Linked DNA regions of Mus musculus: all the other regions are linked to region 1. A link is a contact called in public Hi-C data. All regions are on one chromosome and are shown on one strand. Each heading gives the region's core, a stretch centred on a gene start, on an enhancer-like site or on the middle of the called end of the contact. The rest is flanking DNA. Distances are from core to core; before and after follow the strand shown.

What was found. Hi-C and Micro-C count contacts between places; a contact is called where the count stands out from the background.
Region 2: a contact with region 1 is called in a Hi-C map of Th1 cells, with 3 times the contacts expected there. The contact joins the enhancer-like site here to the promoter of Dnajc10 in region 1. A contact is called at or near these places in 2 of 39 promoter capture datasets (the HPC-7 cell line and pre-B cells), 4 of 484 Hi-C or Micro-C datasets (LSK cells, Th1 cells, pre-megakaryocyte-erythroid progenitors and 1 more), 1 of 115 datasets of contacts at active chromatin or transcription factors (pro-B cells) and 1 of 9 other capture datasets (liver).
Region 3: a Hi-C map of B cells shows a contact between it and region 1, with 10 read pairs. The contact joins the enhancer-like site here to the promoter of Dnajc10 in region 1. A contact is called at or near these places in 5 of 39 promoter capture datasets (the 3T3-L1 cell line, 3T3-L1-derived adipocytes, the C10 cell line and 1 more), 1 of 484 Hi-C or Micro-C datasets (B cells) and 1 of 115 datasets of contacts at active chromatin or transcription factors (large pre-B cells).

The regions. Positions count from the first base shown.
Region 1 is chr2:80,312,984-80,317,057 of GRCm38.p6, reverse strand. It overlaps Dnajc10 (DnaJ heat shock protein family (Hsp40) member C10), which reads right to left and starts at 1,592. Exons shown (of 23, transcript NM_024181.2): 1 at 1,253-1,592.
Region 2 is chr2:79,270,797-79,274,889 of GRCm38.p6, reverse strand. It overlaps Itga4 (integrin alpha 4), which reads right to left. Exons shown (of 28, transcript NM_010576.4): 3 at 1,996-2,102; 4 at 1,768-1,897. Among named protein-coding and RNA genes, the nearest start is that of Itga4, 17 kb to the right of the region's middle. Within about 2 kb of position 2,564, at least 4 of the 459 cell types and tissues checked have an H3K27ac peak or open chromatin away from gene starts, as enhancers often do. A contact at or near this core is called in Th1 cells and regulatory T cells, where this site is marked.
Region 3 is chr2:78,958,138-78,962,061 of GRCm38.p6, reverse strand. No RefSeq gene overlaps it. Among named protein-coding and RNA genes, the nearest start is that of Gm37004, 12 kb to the left of the region's middle. Within about 2 kb of position 2,446, at least 37 of the 459 cell types and tissues checked have an H3K27ac peak or open chromatin away from gene starts, as enhancers often do.

The DNA.
Region 1 (4,074 bases), core at 343-2,842:
TAGCAGGAAAAAGGTAATGAGTAGTAGTAGCTAGCTAGCTTTCAAGAAAAACACAGGCACACATATGCGAGAGAAAGAGAGAGAGAGAGAGAGAGAGAGAGAGAGAGAGAGAGATGGGGGAGGGAGGGAGGGACAGAGACAGAGATACTGAGAGAGACAGGGACAGAGACACAAAGGCTCTGGTCAATATGATGCTACCAGGATAAGACTCAGCAGTATTTCTTTTCTCTCCCAGCACGCTGCCCTTTCTAATACCTCCTCCCTTTCAGCTCCTTCCACGCCTGGAAAGCTTATCAAGTTCCTTTTTTAAATCTAATCTCATTTGTAGAGAATGCCTTCGAGGGAAAAACAAGGAAGCATGAAGCTTTTCCAAGAGGGTTGTACTTTTTTACATAACCGTTTAAGAACATCAGTATAAAAATAGATAACTTAAAAAAGCAGGCCACACAAGTTCTCTAAAGTGTTAGCACCAAGAGAAGATATTTTATAATAATTGCAAATCAATGCAATTTCACTGTAAAGCTCCTGTCTGGAGTAAAAACTAGGAAAACAAAGAGCACCAGGCATTGCTTGAGGGTAAAACCCTAACATTTAACCTTACAGCTAAACTAGTCCTCTTTAATATCTTCAAATGCTTTGGGGGAAAAAAAAAAGATCTAACTTCCCTAACCTCCTCAGTTTCAGCTCTCTTCCCTTAAGTCCGGATATGTTTCTAAGTATTTCTCCTTACCTGGGAACAGGCCTCACCTCACGTCTAACTCCCTTTTTTCACCCGCCTCCCCTAATAGCCCTTTGTAAAATATACTGACAGTAAAACAGAAATACCCAGACTGACAACCATCAGGAAGGAAAACAAATGAAGAACAAATCTCAACAAAGGCGACTTTGGGATAAGGTGTCCCTCGGCTTAGGGTGGGTTCAGGCAAAGCCTGGGAATAACTGAACAGCCTGGGGCCAGTGAGGCTGCAGGTAAACGCAGTGTTAATGAGGGATGCTGCCACCGCTCCAGAGCGGGATCGGGGAGAGGCGAAAGACAGAGGGTACGGGGCTGGCAAGGGTGCGCCTTGAGGTCCCAGGTCGGACCAGGGAGAGAGACCCCGAGTTAGAAAGTGCGAGCAGAAGGGGGCTCGCAGAGGTGGGGTGGAGGGGGCCGTGAAAACCCGGCGCAATGGGGGCACCGAGGCGGTGGGATGGGTCTGGCGTCCTCCCTCCCTGATGCCCCCGCAGTGCGTGGAGCCCGGCCCGCGCCCACCTCGGCGTCCTCAGCTACTGCCCCATCCTCAGGTCGCCGAGCTCCGGACCCGGCAGGACCGGACGCTGCCTGCGAACGCGCGCAGCAGCAATTCTGCCGCTCCCGTCGCGCCGGCGGGGCGGGGCCTGGCGCGGGGCATTGTGGGAAAGGCGTGGGCGAAGGCCGACGGGTGGCCAGCAGGGAGGGACGGGTGGGACCGCCGAGGCTGACGTGGCCTTCTGTGTGGCTGCGGCGGTGGCTGCGGGTCCCGCTCCTAGCCAGAGATAGGGAAGCATCCCGCAGCGCGGCCCACAGGCATCTTGCGGCCGTAGTCAACCGCTGGCGGAAGGAAGGGTGTGAAGCCCGCCTTTTCCGGTCCCGTTGCCAGGGCGACGGGAAAACCCGGGTGGAGAGATCCGGCTCTCTGGAGGTTTGGTTAAAGGGTGGGTATCCTTGAAAGGGCAGATTTGGCAGAAAGTGGAGAACTTGTCTGAATTGACCCCGTTGCCAGGGACCGGACAGAATAATTAAAGTTTTCTAGAAATAAAATTGTTTACAACTTTTATGTATCAACAAATATGAAGCGTTCTACAGGATTTCTGGATTTGTGAATCTGCCTTCTGATCCTCTCCTTTACTGGATTTGTTACAGAAACTGCAGTGTTTGAGTCATGACACTTTGACCGTTGAAGTAGACACATTAAAGTCCCTGAAAGAGGAAGTGATGGAAGCTGGTGGTAGTGATTTGAAATAAGTAGAAATTGATAGTGAGTCTTTGGGTAGTTAACCAGATGTCAGTTAATAATTTTATGGCTGTAGGACCTGTTGCTAAACCAACATATTGTAGGAAAGAAGCGGAAGTATAACGAACAAAGGCAGAAATATCAGAAAGAGCCTGAAGTAGCAGCTGTTAACCTGTACCAGGAACTGGCCGAAGTACACACGCGTTAACTCAGCCCTAAAATATTCTCGGGAGATACAGCTGATTATCATACACATGTCAAAATGGAAAATAAATGGGTAACTAAAAATTGAGGAAAATAAGATTAACACTTAAACAACCTAGTTCATTATGCCACGGTGATCCAAAACTCCTTAGAAAAAAATCTAAAAGCAAAACAGAGAACTGAAGAATCAAGTGGAAACTAATAGGTTTTTGTTACCATAGTGAATACATTTCAACTTATATTTTTAGATGGTAAGGAAGCTTCTTAAAGCTTTATTGTAAAGGACTGGAGTTGCATCTTACATAGTTTGCAACTCCTGAAGGGAGGATTCAAAGGAGATGCTTAGGAAAGGAAAAGCAGAGAAAACACAGACACACAGGCAGCATGCCACAAGTAATTTAAAGCAGTGTGTAAAACATTTTCTCTTCTCTGGGATATGTACTGGTGGGTAACAAGAGCAAAGACTTTCTGCTCCTAATAAATTGGATGATAGAGGGACACATTAGCCTGTTAGTTATTCAAATATATCTGTAATTAGGAAGGAAAAAATATGAAACACAGATCACAGTAAGACCAAAAGGTAGAAACGACCATCCAACAGCTTTCAGCTCATTTTAAGAGGTTTTATGGCTCAGTGGTTAAGATTACTGGCTGCTCTTCCAGAAGACAGAGTTCAATTCCCAACACCCACATGGCAGCCCACAACTATCTGTAACAGCAGTTCCAGAGGCTCTGGCACTCTTGCACAGACATGTAGGCAGAACACCAATGTGCATAAAAATAAACAAATCTTTAAAAATAAACTTAAAAGTCCTCCCCCTTTTCAATGGGAAGCTGAAGAAGAGTTTTAAGTGATGAAATGTTTTATGTAAGGATGACTTTGCTTAATTTGAAATGATCTTAAAGTTACAAGGAATTAAATGTTGTAGTACAAAAAAATTGTTTTTCTCAAAAGTTTGGGAGTAAGTTGACTTCTCCCATGACCCCCCCCACCCCCCAAAACTAGTGTGTGTTTTTTTCACAGATGGGATGCTTTCTTTTAAAAGTACAACCTTCGAATATGGGAAGTTTCTGTGAACACATTATCAGTGTCTAGTCCACAAATGTCAGATTCCGGTTTTTCCAATTATCAGTAAGACTTCCCAGTATGAGGATCTAGTAAGGAGCTATTTTTCTTTTTTTCTGTTTAGCACAATCGTGTTTTAGACTTCCTTAATGAGAAATGTTTATCCAGTTTTCCCAGATTTCAAGGTCTTAAACTTGTATAGAATTCAGGCCAGTTGTGTTATAGATACTATAGATAGATCCTATTTTTATGTGACTGAGGATTCTTCATGATTTGATTTAGTTGTGTTCATTTGACAGACATGTAACAAATGGCATTGTATTCTCACTGTCTTATCTGATGGTCTCAAATTTTTGTTTCTCCCATTGTTGGTAGTGGTAAATAACTTGAATAGGAGGATTTTTGTGATTTTTTTCCATGTAAGTTACATTTTACTTTTAATAAGATGTCCTTTGTAGGGAGCTACTTGGAGAAATAAATTCTTCTTGTTAAGCTTTCGATTTATTTATTGTATTTTTGTGGATTCATAGATTCCTGTTTTATAAAATTGATCAAACCTGTTACTCTCTTTTACTTAGAAATTTAAGTAGTTTTATATCTGGCCAGTTGAAACTCTTAAAAAATTTTTTTTGTGCCATCTTGCCAATCTTACCATTCTCTAAGCTTAGATGCTTTTGTACACAGTAGGATTTTCTAGGGTCATTCTGGGCTCTTCCTGCTTTGGTACTGACAGGAGCTGTTTCTCCAAGAAGTCTTGATTACTTTGAAGATGATATTTGATTACAAGATCTAAGGCTTGCTCCTTAGTACTGTAGCACTCATTGCTTCTTA
Region 2 (4,093 bases), core at 1,315-3,814, 1.0 Mb after region 1:
GAAGTCCTTGGTCCTGTGAAGGCTTGATTCCTCATTGTAGGGGAATGCCAGAGCAGTGAGGTGGGAATGAGAAGGTGGGAGGGGGCACCCTCATAGAAACACGGGAGGAGGGATGAGAGAGGGGGTTTCTGGAGGGGAAACTGGGAAAGGGGATAACATTTGAAATGAGAATACATAAAATATCCAATAAAAAAAAATCCAATTTCACTCTTTTTGCAGGTGGCTGTTCAATTGTCTCATGCTACTTTGCTGCTATTATCCCTTCCTTCCTGCTTTGCCTAACAGAAAGAATCAAGACCCACGTGGACAGATGTGTAAGGTCTCTTACTGCAAAGCTTTTGGAGTTTATTAAGTGACACAGCCCTGCTTTTTCTCCTGATGCTCTTTCCTTCATAAACTTCTATGAAAAAAACTGAGGCCCACTTCTTCCTTTTGACAAATTACTCCATGGATGTCTCTGCACTCCCTGCCATGACTTCTCACCCCTTTCAAGTGTGTGCTATGTTAATAAGGCTATGCTCATATTAACTTCTAAAAGAATATAGATAGGTATATTTTAGAAAAATAATCCTGCAGGAAAATGTTTAAATACATAAAATAAAACTATAAGGCAAAAGAGAATAAGAAATATACAGAACTCCAGACTGAGTTTTATTGCAATTGAAAATTTAATATGCATATTTTATCTTCTTGCATTTAAGGTAAAATATAAACAGTTATTAAATGGACTTCTCCAGGACATCAGAATCCAGATATGAAAGATCCTAAAATGATCAGAACCAGTGCCTAAATTTAAGTATGAGTTCAAAGTTCTAACAGGTAATCAAGGTTATCTTTGGAGGATAAGGGAGATAATAATAGTATTTTTTATCATTAAAATGAATTGGTGTTCATCATATTTTTGGTGTTCTAAAGACAGTTTTAGAGTTACTGATTGTTATAAATATTATCTTGACAGCTACTGACATTTGTCCCAAAATCTAAATATATATCTTAATTCTGTACATAAAATACAGGTTTCCATTGAGACAGAGTTACCCAAATTTAGACCAGTGGTTTCAACCTTCCTAATGCTATAACCTTTTCATAAAGGTCCTCATGTTGTGACGACCCCCCCCCATTGTAAAATTAGTTTTGCTGAGGGTTCACAAGTGAAACTTTGCTAATGTTATACATTGTAATGTAAATATCTGTGCTTTCTGATGGTCTTAGGTGACCCCAGGCAAATTGTTATCTGAGCCCCAAAGGAGATGTGATACACAGGCTGAGAACCAAGTGTTGCTATAAACAGTAATTCCTTACATCTTCAAGGAATATCTTGGGGAACAGGAAGTGGGAAGGCTTTGCTCTGACTAGTGCCTTGAATCCTTTTGAAGACCCCTACAAGTTTCTAGGAAAACAAGAATTATGGTCATTTTTTTTCTAATAAGAATTTTGTATGTAATTTCATGACTTTGAGGATCCTATGGTTTCCCTGACATTAGACATGCTTAGACTGATTTGAAAATATAAATTTAGTACAAAGTTGGATAGTTGCCAACTAGCTTCCACAATTATTCAAATGAAAATGAAGAATTGCTTTTCAAAACCATGGCATGTTTGTATAAAGTATCGATACTGCACAAAGTAAACAAAGGAAGGATACTGTTAGTTAACAATGCCCTTATGAAGGATATTCTTCGTCTTTGAGCAGGCAAAACTGCAAATGCAAACGAGTGGACTCCTTCCTTTGCTTCTCTTCCTCTAGTTCGGTCAAGTCCCACTTACCTTTGTAACACGGGGCCATCCTTTTACTCAGTTCTGTCCGCAAATCAGAAGGCATGACGTAGCAAATGCCAGTGGGGAGTTTGTTATCGCTCTTCATGTAAAAAATATTTTTCCACCTGTGCCCACAAGTCTGGATAAAACAAAAAGTCAAACAAAAATATGAAAGTCACACCTCGAAAGTCTGATTCCAGGACTGGTCTCAGTTGGTGGACCCACTTCAGTACCTACCACGATAGAGCCATTTTCTCCAGGCTGTCTGGAAAGGGTGACCCCCAGCCACTGGTTATCCCTCTCCTCCAGGCATGTCTTCCCACAAGGCTCTCCACTGGGGCTACCTGCAGTATTTGGGAAAATCTCATCAGTTTTGTTGAAAATTTTTCTAAAGGCATAGAGTAGTTAAAGCTAGACCCTGATTCCCAGGGTTTCTCTTGCCCCATCTTTGTCTCATCTTGTATTCAGTTCAATTTAGGAGTAAAACTGAGTTGCTCTCTGCAAACACAGTTGTTCTCCACACAAGCTGAATCTTCTTTGCTGAAATGACCTCAGAGCGATGTTGTAGAGGCCATGAAGAAGTGGCCTCAGTGGTATAGGAGGTAGCTAATTATCCTGAACAGGATGAGCAAGGTCCATTTGATACAAAACAGAGGCTGATGATTGGAAAAGAATTTGTGTTTTGCCTTTCTTACCCATTTATTAACATCAGCCAAGCACTCGTGAAAATGACTGAGCGAGTAGACAGTAGAGTATATAACTAGCGTACCAATAATGCATAGCCTTTGAAACAACATGCCCTGTGGTTTAGGCTTAGTGGAATGACTGGTGTTTTCAACAATGATGAAAGTTCTATGAAAACAATACGGTGTTGGGGGAAAAAAGTCAATGGGCACACTTTGGCAAATGCATAAATTGCAGAAACAGCCCAACATAACAGAACTACTCAGGTGCAACCCAGCCCTGCTGAAATGTAGAGCAGTCGTCTTTATGGCAATGATGTTTTATTTGCCAGCACACACCTTTAGCTTTTGAGTGGGAGCCCCAGTGAGATTCTGTGTTTGAGTGATTTCACATCATTAACTGGAGGAAGACTGAGATAAGATGGGGATCATAGGGTTTTTTTTTCTCTAGCATTACATTCTGTTCTCCTTAGTTAACACTTGAATATTCTGTGCTTAGTTCTGACAGCGGGGGGGAAAAAAGCCACAGCATTGATTCGATGAGGTAAGTGTACCGGAAGCTGGAATTCTTTATTTTGAACACTGGTCACAAGTTTTTATAGTGTTATAACAAAATGTCTCACACGCATCTTTGTATCATTAACTACCTGTTTTCCTCTCTTATCTGAATCCTAGGTAGAGTTTCCTAGGAACACTCACAACGCCTCCATACAGAAAGATAATATATTTAAAAGGAGATCATTTGTATTGACTTTCCTGAGTCATAAAGATTCTGTGTAAGAAGTGTAGGAAGATATTTATGAATATATGTGTGGATTTCAAACCATCATTCACAGAAATACCTAATGCTTTAACACAACCGAGCTTACGGGAGCTGCCCAAACTCTTTCCTGGAGTCCTAGTCAGGGGATCCAGCCATCCCTGTCCATTCCAAGGGTTGCTTCAGATCAGGTCAGAAGCATGGTTAGCATAGAACATTGATAATGCTTTGTTGGCTTGGTTTCCTGGAAACCAATGATGTCTTCTACTACTAATGGATAGTCTGGGAGATTGACTGAGAAATGAAGGCAAACAGACCCAGAGAAAGAACACTGCTAAGCAACAGGAAGAACAGTTCGCTGTGGTCCAAACCCTGATAGAGAGTAGTCTTGATGTACACAGAGCTTCCTATGTGAGAATGATGAGAGAAGGAAAGGCTGGAGAAAGAAGAGGAAAGGAAGGAAGTCCAGGAAAACAGAACCTGTTTTATAATGTTCCATTATACACTCCATTTTGTGAGCTCTCAGCTACCATCTTCCAGTTCCAATAAACTTCACTCTAATTGCTGAGAAGCATTCAACCAACAGTGTTAGCCTAACACAGGGAGCTACTAGGGCTACATGATTCCAAACCAATACAGGAGAAGTAAGAAGGGGAGGCCAAAGGATTTAATTTTCATTGGGATGCAGTTTTCAGTTGGAATTGTCTTTAAAACCACCAATATTTTAAAATTAATGTCAAAAACGCACCACCAAAGGCAGCCAGGCTATGTGCAGTTGAAGCTCTGTTACTATAACAATAAATGCCATATAATCGAAAATACAAAACTATTTTTAAAATTATAGTCAACACCAGCCAATCCACCTGCAGTTGTCATTGTTAAAGACAAGAGT
Region 3 (3,924 bases), core at 1,197-3,696, 1.4 Mb after region 1:
TTGTGAGGATCATTAACATTGCAGCCATGCCAGGAACCTCTGCCTTCTGGCTGAGACCACACTCCAGCTCTCTCTTTCTCTAGCAGAGAGCAGAAACTCTTTTTGTATACCCTTAATAATAGCTAACGTCTGTCTCATGCTCTGGGCCCGAGCTTGCCCTAAATTTAACCCTCAGCAATGGTTCTCTGTTTTACTCACAGCCACGACCTGACTCATTTATGAAGAGACCTCTGCTACCCTGGAGTTTTTCAACAGGCAAGGGTTAAAAGGTCAACCACGGTGTCGTTTCTGTCTTTATGAATAACAACTGTCAGAATTCAGTTATGCAGAGTAACACGCTGAAGATATCTTATCATTTTACACAGTATGACCAATGGTTCAGATGTGTGGTTTGTGTGCACATGAGACTATGTCTCCTAGCAGGGGACATCAGCGACTTTATCAGAAGCTAGGAACCAGAACATGCATTGATTCAATTCAACTTTAAAACAGAAACCAAAGACGTATGAAATCCAAAGGAAGGAAAACTGCTTTGTTCCAAATAAATACCTTTCAAGTTTACCAATATTCATTGTCCCAGTGATGAAATTAATACATCTTTGCTGCTCTAAACTTAAATTTGACTGGATGGGTAAATTCAAGCCTGAGGCTTTCATGCCATTATCAGAGGCTCTGTCAGTGAGTGCTTTAACCTAATTACATTTGATGCAGCAAATCAAGAAAACCACTGCTGGTTATGACCTCTGCCAAGAGCACTCATGAGCTAGACAAATGGAGCTTAAGATGTTATTAGTTGTTCGTTGCAAAGTTCCAGATCCTGCCCGACAGGAGGCTGCCGCCTGATGTGGGCACGGACCCTCCAGATGGCATTCTGCATTGGCTTGTGGCAAGGCTCTCGGGGACGCTGGCACATTTTCTGCGTCAAAATGAAAGTTTTCCAATTACAAGGAGATAATGTGAGGAGATGCAAACTTAATCTCTTGAACAAAAGGTTGCAAGCTGTGTAATAGCCATTTCAGGGGAGAGATTTCACTACAGTTCAATTGATTTAAACGTCGTAGATCACAAAATGGGCTATCTTTCCTAATAAAACTGAGGACGCAGCTGCAGTAGATTCTACCTCATGGAGCAGGGTGCCAATGGGCTCATCATCTTAGGGACTGCTTCTCTTAACTCCGTGTTTTGTTGAATGCAAGTCGGTGATTATTTTTGCCTTCCCTTATGTGTGAATGAATAACAAGAAACCATCTCCTTTTAGTTAGACAGCAAATGTCTTAAATGAAGCCTTCCAGGTGTAACAGTTTAACAATGTTACTACATAGCAGATCATAGAGTTTCACCAGGGCATATTAAGTGGTAAGAAAGCCTTATTACTATCCAAACCTTTCAGATAGTTTAGCTAAAATGTTAATCTTTCTTTTTTTCTTTTTTACTAAGTCAGGCAACCCTGATGCAAATGGGGTGATATGCCTCAACACTGGTCCCCAAAGAAATGACTCATAGAAGCTTTTAAGCGGGAACTTGCTTGCAAGAGCGCCTCTCAGGAAAACACATGCACTTGACAATTGACAGGAACATGCTGTCGCAGAGCAAGAAAGAATCATATAGCCATCCCCACAAACCACATAGAGACACCGCCAAACAGGAGAAGGAATCCACACCCTGTCTGCACAGAACATTTGCAGAGTGGGGTGTGGAGCGTGGGGGAGAGGGGCTGAGCACACAGCCTTGCATTTAGCTGGTTTTCAAGAGTTTAAAATGCTAAGCTTAGCATGTAGCTCTATAAGCAAATGCCCTTCAATGTCACAGGATTCTTTTCTTCTGTGATTTAAGAAGAATTTACTGATACAAACATTCACAGCCCAGATTTCCATGCATTCCCCACAGAGAAAACATATACTTCCCAAAATCAAAAATTATGCAGTGCACGCATAGAAAAGTACTTTTGTCACAAATTCCAAGATATTAAAAATACATTTTATACATTGAGATGATGATGGATGATACAGGTTTGTATGAATCTCTGAACTGCAGTGGATCGGGCTAACCAGAGTAAGTAGCTGCCTTTTGTCATTGTAGGAGATCGCTAGGGAACTACTATTTCTTCATAAAATTCAGTCAACTAAATAAAGCAAGATTATAAATTCTAAGTGGTCTCAACTGCAACATCGTAGGTTCTGTAAATCAGTCAAGAATATAAGCAAGCACTTAAAATCACTCAGGAAACCTAACAGATGCCTACTGAAGAGTTAATCCGTGCAAGCAATGAGCATTCTAAAAACAGTCTCACCATCAACATAAAGTGGTCCACGGCAGCTGCTATAAAAGCCCAACATCAGTGTTATGTTGGCTCAACTACTAAGCAGCGACCACAGTGATGTCCCTTAGGAGGCATTTGAGGGCCCAAGTGTACAGCAATTTAAAAACTAAGCAGGAAATCAAAACTAATACCTAGTCTGTTTACAAAATATTTCTCCCTGTGTGCTTGTACCACCATCTAGTGGTTACATAGCTCTCAACCTGATCATTAATAGGAAAGTAATCTGGAAGAAGAGGAAAGGAAAGAAGAAAGAGGGATAGAAAAAAGAAAACAGGAGAAAAATGAAAAAGAAAACAGGGAGAGAAAAGAAGAATATAAAAAACAAAACTACATATACATATAATTTCCAGATCATAAAAAAGGAAATGCAGAAAACCCATGGCTAATACCAGTTAAAATGAAGATGTTATTTTGAATCATTTGCATGGTGTATTTCTATAGATATGATAATTTTACAATCGACATAACAAATGTCTGGATTTTAAAATACAGCTGAATTTGTAAGGACTTATCTCACAACTTAGAACCTGCAGGAATGTTTGCCTGTGTGTCTACAGATATGAACACAAGATCATATGGTTGTTTGAATACCGTCATTGTTGGTAAGTAGAGCTCTTTACATAAAGCATGGTATATTCATAGAGTAAGGCACCAAGCTGGCCTTTATGGTTAATACAGAACCATCTCTGTTAGTTATTGGAGGAAAAGCAGTTACATGGAATGATGTGTTTTCCAGTTTATCACTTCTATAGATCATATATAATGTACATGTGTACCATGACAGGAAAGACCCAGGGGTCTAAATGAGTTGGAAGGCAAAGATGAAAAGAGATACACTATAGCTTAAATTATATGAATGCATTAGGTATTCAAGACTAAATGTATTTTAAATCTAGAATATCTGCATGATTAAAAGAAATCGCCACCTGTGGCAGTTTTAAGACAATAAAATCTCACTGGCAGTTTTCCATAGGAAGAAGCATATGGAATATTTTTATATAAGTGTACATTTATTATAAAATGACAAAGATTGAAGCTTCACTTTTTCCAGAGAAACAGAAATTCAGGGGTCTGGAAACATGGCTGAACAGTTAAGAGCACTTGCTGTTCTTGCAGAGGATCTGATTCAGTTCCCAGCACATACATAGCAAGCAGCTCACAGACATGAGTAAGTACAGTTCCAGGAGATCTAACACCCAACTCTGGCCTCTACAGGTACCAGGCATGCACGTGGTGCACAGACACACATGTAGGCAAAACTCTCATACACATAAAATAAAACAAATAACTTTTTAAAAGAAGACATTCAGTAATCCAAAGGAGCAAGGTTATCTGTAAATGCCATAGAACCAGGTGATGAAAAATTGAAACTATGTTACCCCCAGTCTTGATGTGGAGAGCCTGGCCGAGGCACATTTGTGTGAGGAGATTCAAGGTGTTAGGACTTCAGTTCCTGGCTACAATGATTAGGACCGGGAAGGGAGGGCACTGGGACAGCAACAGCTAGCAAGCCAGTGACTAAAGGTAGGATTGGGCTCCATGAATTAAAAACAATAAAAAGAGACCATGGCATGAGGAGGAAGACCTTTTTGGGGGTAGAAAGA